Regions from separate parts of the Mus musculus genome. Here regions 1 and 2 are each linked to region 3. A link is a contact called in public Hi-C data. All regions are on one chromosome and are shown on one strand. The core of a region is the stretch at or near the end of the contact, and the rest is flanking DNA. Distances in the headings are between cores, read along the strand shown.

Region 1 (2,700 bases), core at 182-2,681, 4.2 Mb before region 3:
CTGGTAGCCCGCGGAGCCCGCAGCCTCCAGGCCCTGCGCGCACGGCTGCGTGTAAGCGGCGGGTGGCGCTGCGGCGTATGGCAGTGCCAGCGGTGGCACCACCAGGCCGGCGCGCGCGGCCGCTGGGCTCAGATCGCCGCCCGGAGGCGACGTGCGCAGCGTCATGATGGTCTCCACGCTGAAGCCGGGCAGCCCGTTAGGCGCCGCGGCGTGGTGCTCCGGCAGCGAGCCGTCTGGGGAACCTGCGGGCGTGGAGGATGCGCTGCGCGGACTGGCCTGCAGCGCTCCCTCGGGGCTCAGCGTCTCCACCTTGGTGATGACCGGCAGCGCGGGGGACGCCGCCTCGCTCTTAACCACGACTTTCTTCTCGGCCTCCTTGGGCCCGTCAGCTACCGGGGTCCCTGTCGGAGCGCCCTTGGCCGTGGTCGAGGGCGGCTCCTTGAGGTGGGCCCGCTCCTCCTTGTCCTTGGGCACATCCTTCTTCTTGAAGCGCCGCCGCCGCCGCAGGAAGCTGCCATTCTCGAACATGTTGTAGGAGTCCGGGTCGAGCGTCCAGTAGCTGCCCTTGCCCGGCTTCTTGTCGTCGCGCGGCACTTTCACGAAGCACTCATTGAGTGACAGGTTGTGGCGGATGCTGTTCTGCCAGCCCTGCTTGTTCTCGCGGTAGAAGGGGAAACGGTCCATGATGAACTGGTAGATGCCGTTCAGAGTGATCTTCTTCTCTGGCGCGTTCTGGATCGCCATGGTGATGAGCGCTATATAGCTGTAGGGCGGCTTCACCAGGTCCTTGGGCGCCGCGGGCTGGTGGTGGTAGGGCGCGTAGGAGCGGCCCATGCCGGCGCCGTACTGCTCCGGGTGGCCGGAGTAGACGCCCATGGGGCTGGCCATGCCGCCGTAGCTGCCGGCCGCCCGGTAGTAGTTTTGCTCACTCAAATAGGGTACCACTCCCAGGGCGTTGGGGTCCGATACCGAGTAACGCGCCTGCATGCTGCGTCCCAGACGCCCGGTCGCCGCCTGCGCGCACCGACTGCGGCCCGCGGCGAGCGAGGCCCGGAGCAGGAGAGCAGGAAGGGACGGAGCGATGCAGGCAGCCCCGACTCGGGGCAGCCTCGCGGTCCACGCGCGGAAGACGCCGGCGCTCGGGTTCAGCCGACCGGGCGGATCGGCATCCTGAAGGGTGCACGGCAGGCGGCCCCGCTGGCCGCGCACTCTCGGCTTGGCGGGTGGCAGCCCTGAGCTGGCGGCACAGACGCCACGCGCGACCGTGGAGCGACACCAGCCCTTCCGAGTGCTAGAAAAGGAGACAGCGGCTCTCGGGGCCCCGCCAGGAGAACTGCAGCCCGCAGCGTCAGCGAGCTAGGGTCCGGAGAGGCTGCGCGGCCGAGCCCGGAAAAAGAAGCAAAGTCCCTTTTAGGGATTGGGAAAAGTTTCAAAAGTCTTCTGGCTCAAAGCGAGTTTTTACTTTCTTCAGGCCGCGCCCCCTCCAGGAAGTTTGCACCAATCATCTGGCAGCTGCGAGAAGGATGGCACCAATCAAAACGAGGAGCGCCTGAATCCGTCGGCTCTAAGACCCAGATGCTCTTAGCCAGATCTCCCCCCCCCCCAGCTCAAGTTAACTTGAGGACTTTTAAAAATGAGTTACATCTTATAAAATTTTATTTTATTATCACATTTTGTTTAACGAGACCACGTGTCCAGAGCAAAAATTAAAAACCCTGTTCCTTTGGAAAATAAAAAGAAGTTTAGTTTGAAATATAACATCGAATTGATGAAGTTGGGCAGAGATTTGCCCCCAAGACCTTGTAAGTAGGAAAGAGCCTGGAGATTTTTTTTTTATTATTATTAATGGATGAAGAGGCGAATAATTAGATTTCTTAATTATCGGGGCCTAGTTGTAATGGGTTCAGAGCAAACGGACTGAGCGTGTAGGGCCTGTTGAATGCAGTGATGGATAATTCACAGGACGCTTCCAGGTTGAGGAAGAGCCCACAAAGGAGGCCGGGTTGGAGAATTCGGTTCCTCTCCCCTTCACGACGGGGTCGGGCTGGGAGGGAAGGCTTAGTGGGAATGCCAAACTGGGAAGGTAACACCTAAGGAACCATTGGTCCTTCGTCTTCGCTGCTACTTAGGTGATCCATCTGAGTCCTCCAAACAATTTCGTGGGGTTCAGGGAAGCGCGTGAACCCAACTGTTGCTTTCCTGGTCTCCTCTCCCGCATAGACGAGGGCTAGCTTTCCCTGCCATCCATCCCGGCCTCTCCCTTCTCCCCACCTATGAAAGCGCTGTCTGGAGGTTAGGACAAGGCAGCCAGCCCCCGGGAGCTGGTGTCCCCGTTCGGCGTGGGGAGCTCCAAGCCTGCACTCCATCGCCGGCTTCGTCACTGGAAACGCAAAGGAGCGCGGCACTGTGTAGCCTCGGACCCGCTTCCCTAGCTGTTGCCGGGGCCCGGCGTGGGTCCCACTCCGCGGTCAGCATCTTTGGGATCCTGTAAATTGACTGTATTTCAGGCTGTTTGTTTTACTGAGTTTTGATAAGGTGAGCTGAGGACCAGGGGCTCCTTAGAGGGCCTGGTAACTGAAGGACTTTTTTTTTTTTTAATTTTATGCCAACCTTGACGCACAGCGACTCGGAGTTCCCCGACCTTCAAGCGTGCTCCTTCCCTCTAGGAATCCCGGGGACAGTTTGTTTATTTGTGGACTG
Region 2 (2,700 bases), core at 97-2,596, 4.9 Mb after region 3:
TGAAACCCCAGAGAGCACAGAGGCCAGCCCCTCTGTCTAGAAGGCACATGCAACTATGGTGTCTGCATCTCAGCAGATCTGGTCTGAGGGAGCGATTCCTGTGTGGCGCCGTCCATCTGGCCACTGCAGTCCAACCTCCACAAGAGAGAAGAACTAAAGAAGTTCTTTTTATTCCTCGTTACCAAATAAATCATTTCTCTCTTTACCCATGCAGTGTTACTTTTTCTCCCCCGGGCTGCTGGTCTGATGAGTGGTCTAATTAGAGCTCTGTCATTGTATTCTTTTTAAGATTTATTTTTATTATCAATTGTGTGTGTGTGTGTGTGTGTGTGTGTGTGCATTTAGAGTGCAGGTGCCCTGAGGCCAGAGATGTTGGGTCCCTTAGAGCCAGAGTTACAGGCACTGTAAGCTGCCCAGCACGGAGGCTGAAAAACGAAGGTCAGCCCCATGGGAGCAGGGTGTGCTCTTAACTCCTAAGCCAACTTCTCGGCCCCACCTGCAGTCAGAATCTCTAATAAATGTATATTAATGTCTGTCTATTCAGTATGAGCCATTGTGCTGAAATACTGGAAACAACCAGAGAACAAAAGTCAAGTCACTTCTTCCATAAAAATCCCTTTTATTTTCTTTAGGGCTTGAGTGCAGAGTTGAGGGAGAACCAGACCAGATCCAGTGCAGGTTCCTTTTGGCTGGAGGCAGACTTAGACTGCAGTACAGGAGACATGGCTCAGTGCTGCAAGGGATTGATGCTCTTACAGAGGACCAGGCTTCAGTACCCAGCACCCGTGTGTCAGGCAGCTTGCAACCGTGATCCAGTTCCCAATACCCTTTTCTAGCTGCCTTGGGCATTTGCATGCACATATGTGCACAAATTGACAATTGATACAGGCACACGCACATAAATCTTTTAAAATATATACATGCATATATGTCCATAAGACTGTATTTGAAGAGCCGGGCAGTGGTGGCTCATGCCTTTAATCCCAGCACTCCGGAGGCAGAGGCAGGTGGATTTCTGAGTTCGAGGCCAGCCTGGTCTACAGAGTAAGTTCCAGGACAGCCAGGGCTACACAGAGAAACCCTGTCTCGAAAAAAAAAAAAAAAAAAAAAGAAACGATTTGAAGAATAACAATGGGTTATGAGAGAAATGAGTGAGGGCCAGGTCATCCAAGCCCATGACTGAGGTGAGAAACTGTCAGAGGATCTGCTTATAGTTCTGTTCAAAATTTTGATGAGATGCGAGCTAAGTCGGTCTTTGCTGCGGAGGCGGCTTCCTCCCCTTTGCACCGTTCCCACAGACTACAAAGACCAGCGTGCTTTGCGGGCAGAGCTTGACCGGAGCGGCCCTCTAGGGCGTCACTTCCGCTGCGCAACCTGGTTAAACGAGCGTGGCGGTAGAGGGGCATCGCGTGGAGGTTGCGGCGCGTGGATAATAGGGTGTGAGGGACTCCGGATCGGCGTCTCGGGGTTAGCTCTACACAGTTGGCCGAGGGGAGGGCGGTGGGGGGAGACTGTGAGGACCTGTGTCCACTGCTCCCACGGGGAGGGGTCTCAGCCCTGCTAGGCTCTCCAGCCCTGCGGTAGGAAGGGTGGGAAAAGAAGTGTTTGTTTGTTTTTTCAACCTTTGCACTGTTATTTTTAGCCAAAGCAATACCTGTTGTGAGCTGCTTCGTATGAAGGAGCCCTGGGGTTGTAGAGATGAATTACAGCGGACCCAAAATATCGAAACGTTCGACAACTGCGTGAATGACGTGATGTAGTTTGGACCGCTTCGTCCCCTTGTTTTGTAGTTCTAATGTGTACCTCGAATTTAATGGCAGATGGCTACCTTCATAAAATAAACTTCTGTGATGCCTATCAGGAACTAACAGGATTCTGGGATTCCTTCTAGAAATACAAGACTTCTCTGCGTTAGACTTGAAAGTTACAATCTCTGTCAGCCCCTGCCAGAATAGTCATTACCATTTACTGCAAAATGTGCCTGCATTTTGCAGAAGTCTTAGAAATACCTTGCCAAAACATCGCATCAGAGCTCAGAAAAAAAACAAACTAACAAAAAAAACAATTCTGTTGTTTATTCTACAAATGCTCTGCCATCTCTAGCCATCGCGTGAGCTCATCTACGGAGCTTTTTATATAATCGACTGAAGTCGAGCTATATCCAGTGAGCGCTAACAGCCAAGAGTGAGAGAATTTCTTCTGCCAACTGTAGGCCTCTTTCAGATCTGATCTGCATAATGTTCTGTTAGGTTGTATGGAAGTGGCTTGGTGTGCCCGTTACATTGCTTCTCTTCTGCCACCAATACAAATTTCCCAGATCACCAAATGTTGTATCTTCTGAATGCTAATCACAGTATATAGACATTTGCCTTTTTAAGTATTTATAAGAGATGTTAAATACTAGCTAGGTGGCACGTGCCTTTAATCCTAGCACAAAGGAGGCAGAGGCAGGTGATCTCTGTGCGTTCCAGGGCACCCAGGTCTACAGAGCAAGTCCTAGGACAGCCAGGACTGTTACACAGAAAAGCCCTGTCTAGAAAAAAAAATGTTAAATACTATTAGTCATGTTTTAACAGATGTGAAAACTAATTACCCAGGAATCACACAGTTCATCTGTATTAAAACTGAGATTGAAACCTAGAAAGTATAACTCCATGCCCACACCCTTAAACACAGCTGCTGTGAGAGCTTTCAGTGAGA
Region 3 (2,724 bases), core at 180-2,679:
GGACTGCAACACCAGGGCAACGATGTCTCAGAGATGGGAGGACCACACCGTGACTAGGGCTGCTTAGTTGTGTATACCCTCTGCTTTCTGTTGAATCTTCTGTTTCAGGACTCAACACTTGGTGTGTGGGTCACTAGACCTCTTTGCTCTTCCCAGTGTGGCCACACTGAATACATGTCTCTTTTCTGCCTCTCATTTAAGACTTGTCTTTTTTAGCCAGGCGGTGGTGGCGCACATCTCTAATCCCAGTACTTGGGAGGCAGAAGCAGGCGGATTTCTGAGTTCAAGGCCAGCCTGGTCTACAAAGTGAGTACCAGGACAGACAGGGCTATAAAGAGAAACCCTGTCTCGAAAAAACAAAACAAACAAACAAACAAACAAACAAAAGACTTGTCCTTTTAAGTGGCCTATGGAGCCTAGCTTGTTAGGGCTGCCAGGGCTGGGGGGTTCTGATCCTAGCAATTTCAGTCACCATGAGCCAAATCACACAGCGAGTCTGGTCACCCAAGAACAATCTCATATGCACTTGACTAATGACTGATGGAAGAGTGACTGGATACCCACCCTAAGCGGTATGCACAAGGGAAGGATATAGTTCCACTGTCTGTCAACTATTAAACCAACACCTTGTTCGTGACAACATCTGAGAGCGTTTTCCTGATCCTCAGTGAGGTAAATTAGAGGAGAGTGTATGCAAAGCAGGCATTTCTCCTATCCCAGTACTGACCAGGCCAGATGCGGCTATAAACTTCGGAGATCAGGGCCTTCGGGGTGGGGTGCCCAATCCTTAGCACTTCCGAAGATTCTTAATTCTGAGTGATCTATCTGCACCATGCCCTTCCTAAAAGAAATGACAGAAAGGGCGTAACACATCAACAAAGTTAGCAAGTCTTTGAGTGAACTTTCTGCCCTGTTACTATTTCAATTTCTATTTTCTAGCGCTTTATTCATGGTAGCAGCTAAGACAAGGCTGTTGAATGTACACGTGACAATAACGATCCGGTAGACCCGCATGGAGCACAAGGAGTATAGCAACAGGAGGCATGGACAAAAACTGAGGCGAGGCTAGGAATTAGAGAGCTGACACCTAGGCTCGACGGAACCTAAGGATCAAAGTAAAGCAGCTCTTGAGCGGGCAGCCCGGAGCCTCCATGGCATAAACGCCAAGGGACATAAAACCCCGCCCCACTCCGGGCGGATATGACGCCATGGACGCTCATCCCGGCCCTCTTGGCCCGGACCCGGCCTCCACTAGTGTCACTCCTAGGCTAAGATCCCGTGGCGGAACTGCGCCGTGGCAAGGCCCCCGTAGATGTCTGAGGCCTGGCTCCTGTAGTCCTCCCGCCGCCTCCGAGTCCAATTCGGTGTCGCTGAGGCTGCCTTACCAGTCCACATCGCCCGCCGTCTCTGCAGCGGTTCCCGCCGAGGTGCTTTTGAAGCCGCCAATGGCCGCTCGGGCCCCGCCCACCTGGCAAGCCCTCCGCACTGCTTCGGCTGCACGGGGGGACGCGGCTGTGGGCGCCTGATGGAAAACGCTTTAGATCCCCAGAGTCGCTGTACTCAGAGACAGGATCATGTAAATATAATTGTTCTCCGTCTCGAATTCCACCTGGCAGTCATCTCTGTGTGCTGTCCCCGCCGAGCCCCGGTGGGATGGCCCTAGATCCCCCTCAGCATGGGACAGTGGACCGGTCCAGGCGGAGCGATGCATGCAGGATGACGCATGCGCGGAGCGTCGGTGCTTGCAAGTCCTAAGGGAGCTGCGGGCTCCGTGTCGGTGACTTCTCTTTCTGTGCTTCTTGTAGGGGCTGAGTGACGGTGAGTGTCGGGTGTCCTTCAGCCTCCGGGCATCTGGCTGCCTGTGGCGGAAGGACGCGGCTCTTTAGCTTCCCACGCCGCGCTAGGTTCACCCATGTCCCTGCCCTTGGACCTTTACTAGGAACACTCTTCTTGGTGAGCCGCGGGCATGAGCTGTCACACTGCTGAGATCTGCCCGCCGCTCGCTGGCATTGCGACCTTGGGCGCGCGCCTGGTCGAGTGCGCGTACCCTGCTGCAAAACTTTGGAGATGCGTGACACTGAGGGCGCATTGAGCTAACTGTTCTGGCTGATAACTAATCTAGGGAGCTGCCGTCAAAAGTTTCTTTACTGAAAAGTCACTGGACTGGCTGGTGATGTGGGTATCTGTAAAGATCCCCCACGGTACACTTGACAAGGAAAGTAATGTTTAGGGTCCGTTAGATAGGCTTCGAGGACGACTGTGAGTGTTTTCACAATAGATGTATTAGAAGCCTCTGTTAAAACTTCTCGAAATCAAACAAAACCCCAGGCAAGGAGGGTAGGATGGTTTGCTTCAATCTCAGCTCTGGGGAGGTGGTGGAGGCAAGAATCAGGAATTCAAGGTCACCCTCAGCAACATAAGGAATTTGAGGCTACACTAGACCCTGTGTTAGTAACAAAACCCACTTTAAATGTATGCAACTTTGCCTTGGCAAAGGGATTCTCTTGACATCTTTTCTGTCTTGTACATCCAGGCCTTGGTATTTGGTTGATCGAAGTGAAAATACGCCTCTCCATTTTCAGTGTTAAATGTCAACATTCAGCAGACATTTATTTCTTTTTTCCTCTAAAATTTCCCTGGTCTTAGCAGACTACTTACCTGCCTACCTGGCACTAGTAGGAGATTGTTCCAGAATGATGCAGAGGAGGCCTATTCTTTTTTTTT

The links. A called contact is a pair of places that touch in the nucleus more often than the background predicts.
Region 1: a contact with region 3 is called in a Hi-C map of CD4 T cells, with 6 times the contacts expected there. The contact joins the promoter of Foxc2 here to the promoter of Cenpn in region 3.
Region 2: a contact with region 3 is called in a Hi-C map of muscle stem cells, with 5 times the contacts expected there. The contact joins the promoter of Adat1 here to the promoter of Cenpn in region 3.

What each region holds. Positions count from the first base shown.
Region 1 is chr8:121,114,902-121,117,601 of GRCm38.p6, reverse strand. It overlaps Foxc2 (forkhead box C2), which reads right to left and starts at 1,431. Exons shown (of 1, transcript NM_013519.2): 1 at 1-1,431. The coding sequence starts at 987.
Region 2 is chr8:111,990,948-111,993,647 of GRCm38.p6, reverse strand. It overlaps Adat1 (adenosine deaminase, tRNA-specific 1), which reads left to right and starts at 1,346. Exons shown (of 10, transcript NM_013925.5): 1 at 1,346-1,467. It overlaps Kars (lysyl-tRNA synthetase), which reads left to right. Exons shown (of 14, transcript NM_053092.3): 14 at 1-209. The coding sequence ends at 40.
Region 3 is chr8:116,920,445-116,923,168 of GRCm38.p6, reverse strand. It overlaps Cenpn (centromere protein N), which reads right to left and starts at 1,429. Exons shown (of 12, transcript NM_028131.3): 1 at 1,386-1,429; 2 at 728-841. It overlaps Cmc2 (COX assembly mitochondrial protein 2), which reads left to right and starts at 1,733. Exons shown (of 4, transcript NM_026844.3): 1 at 1,733-1,818.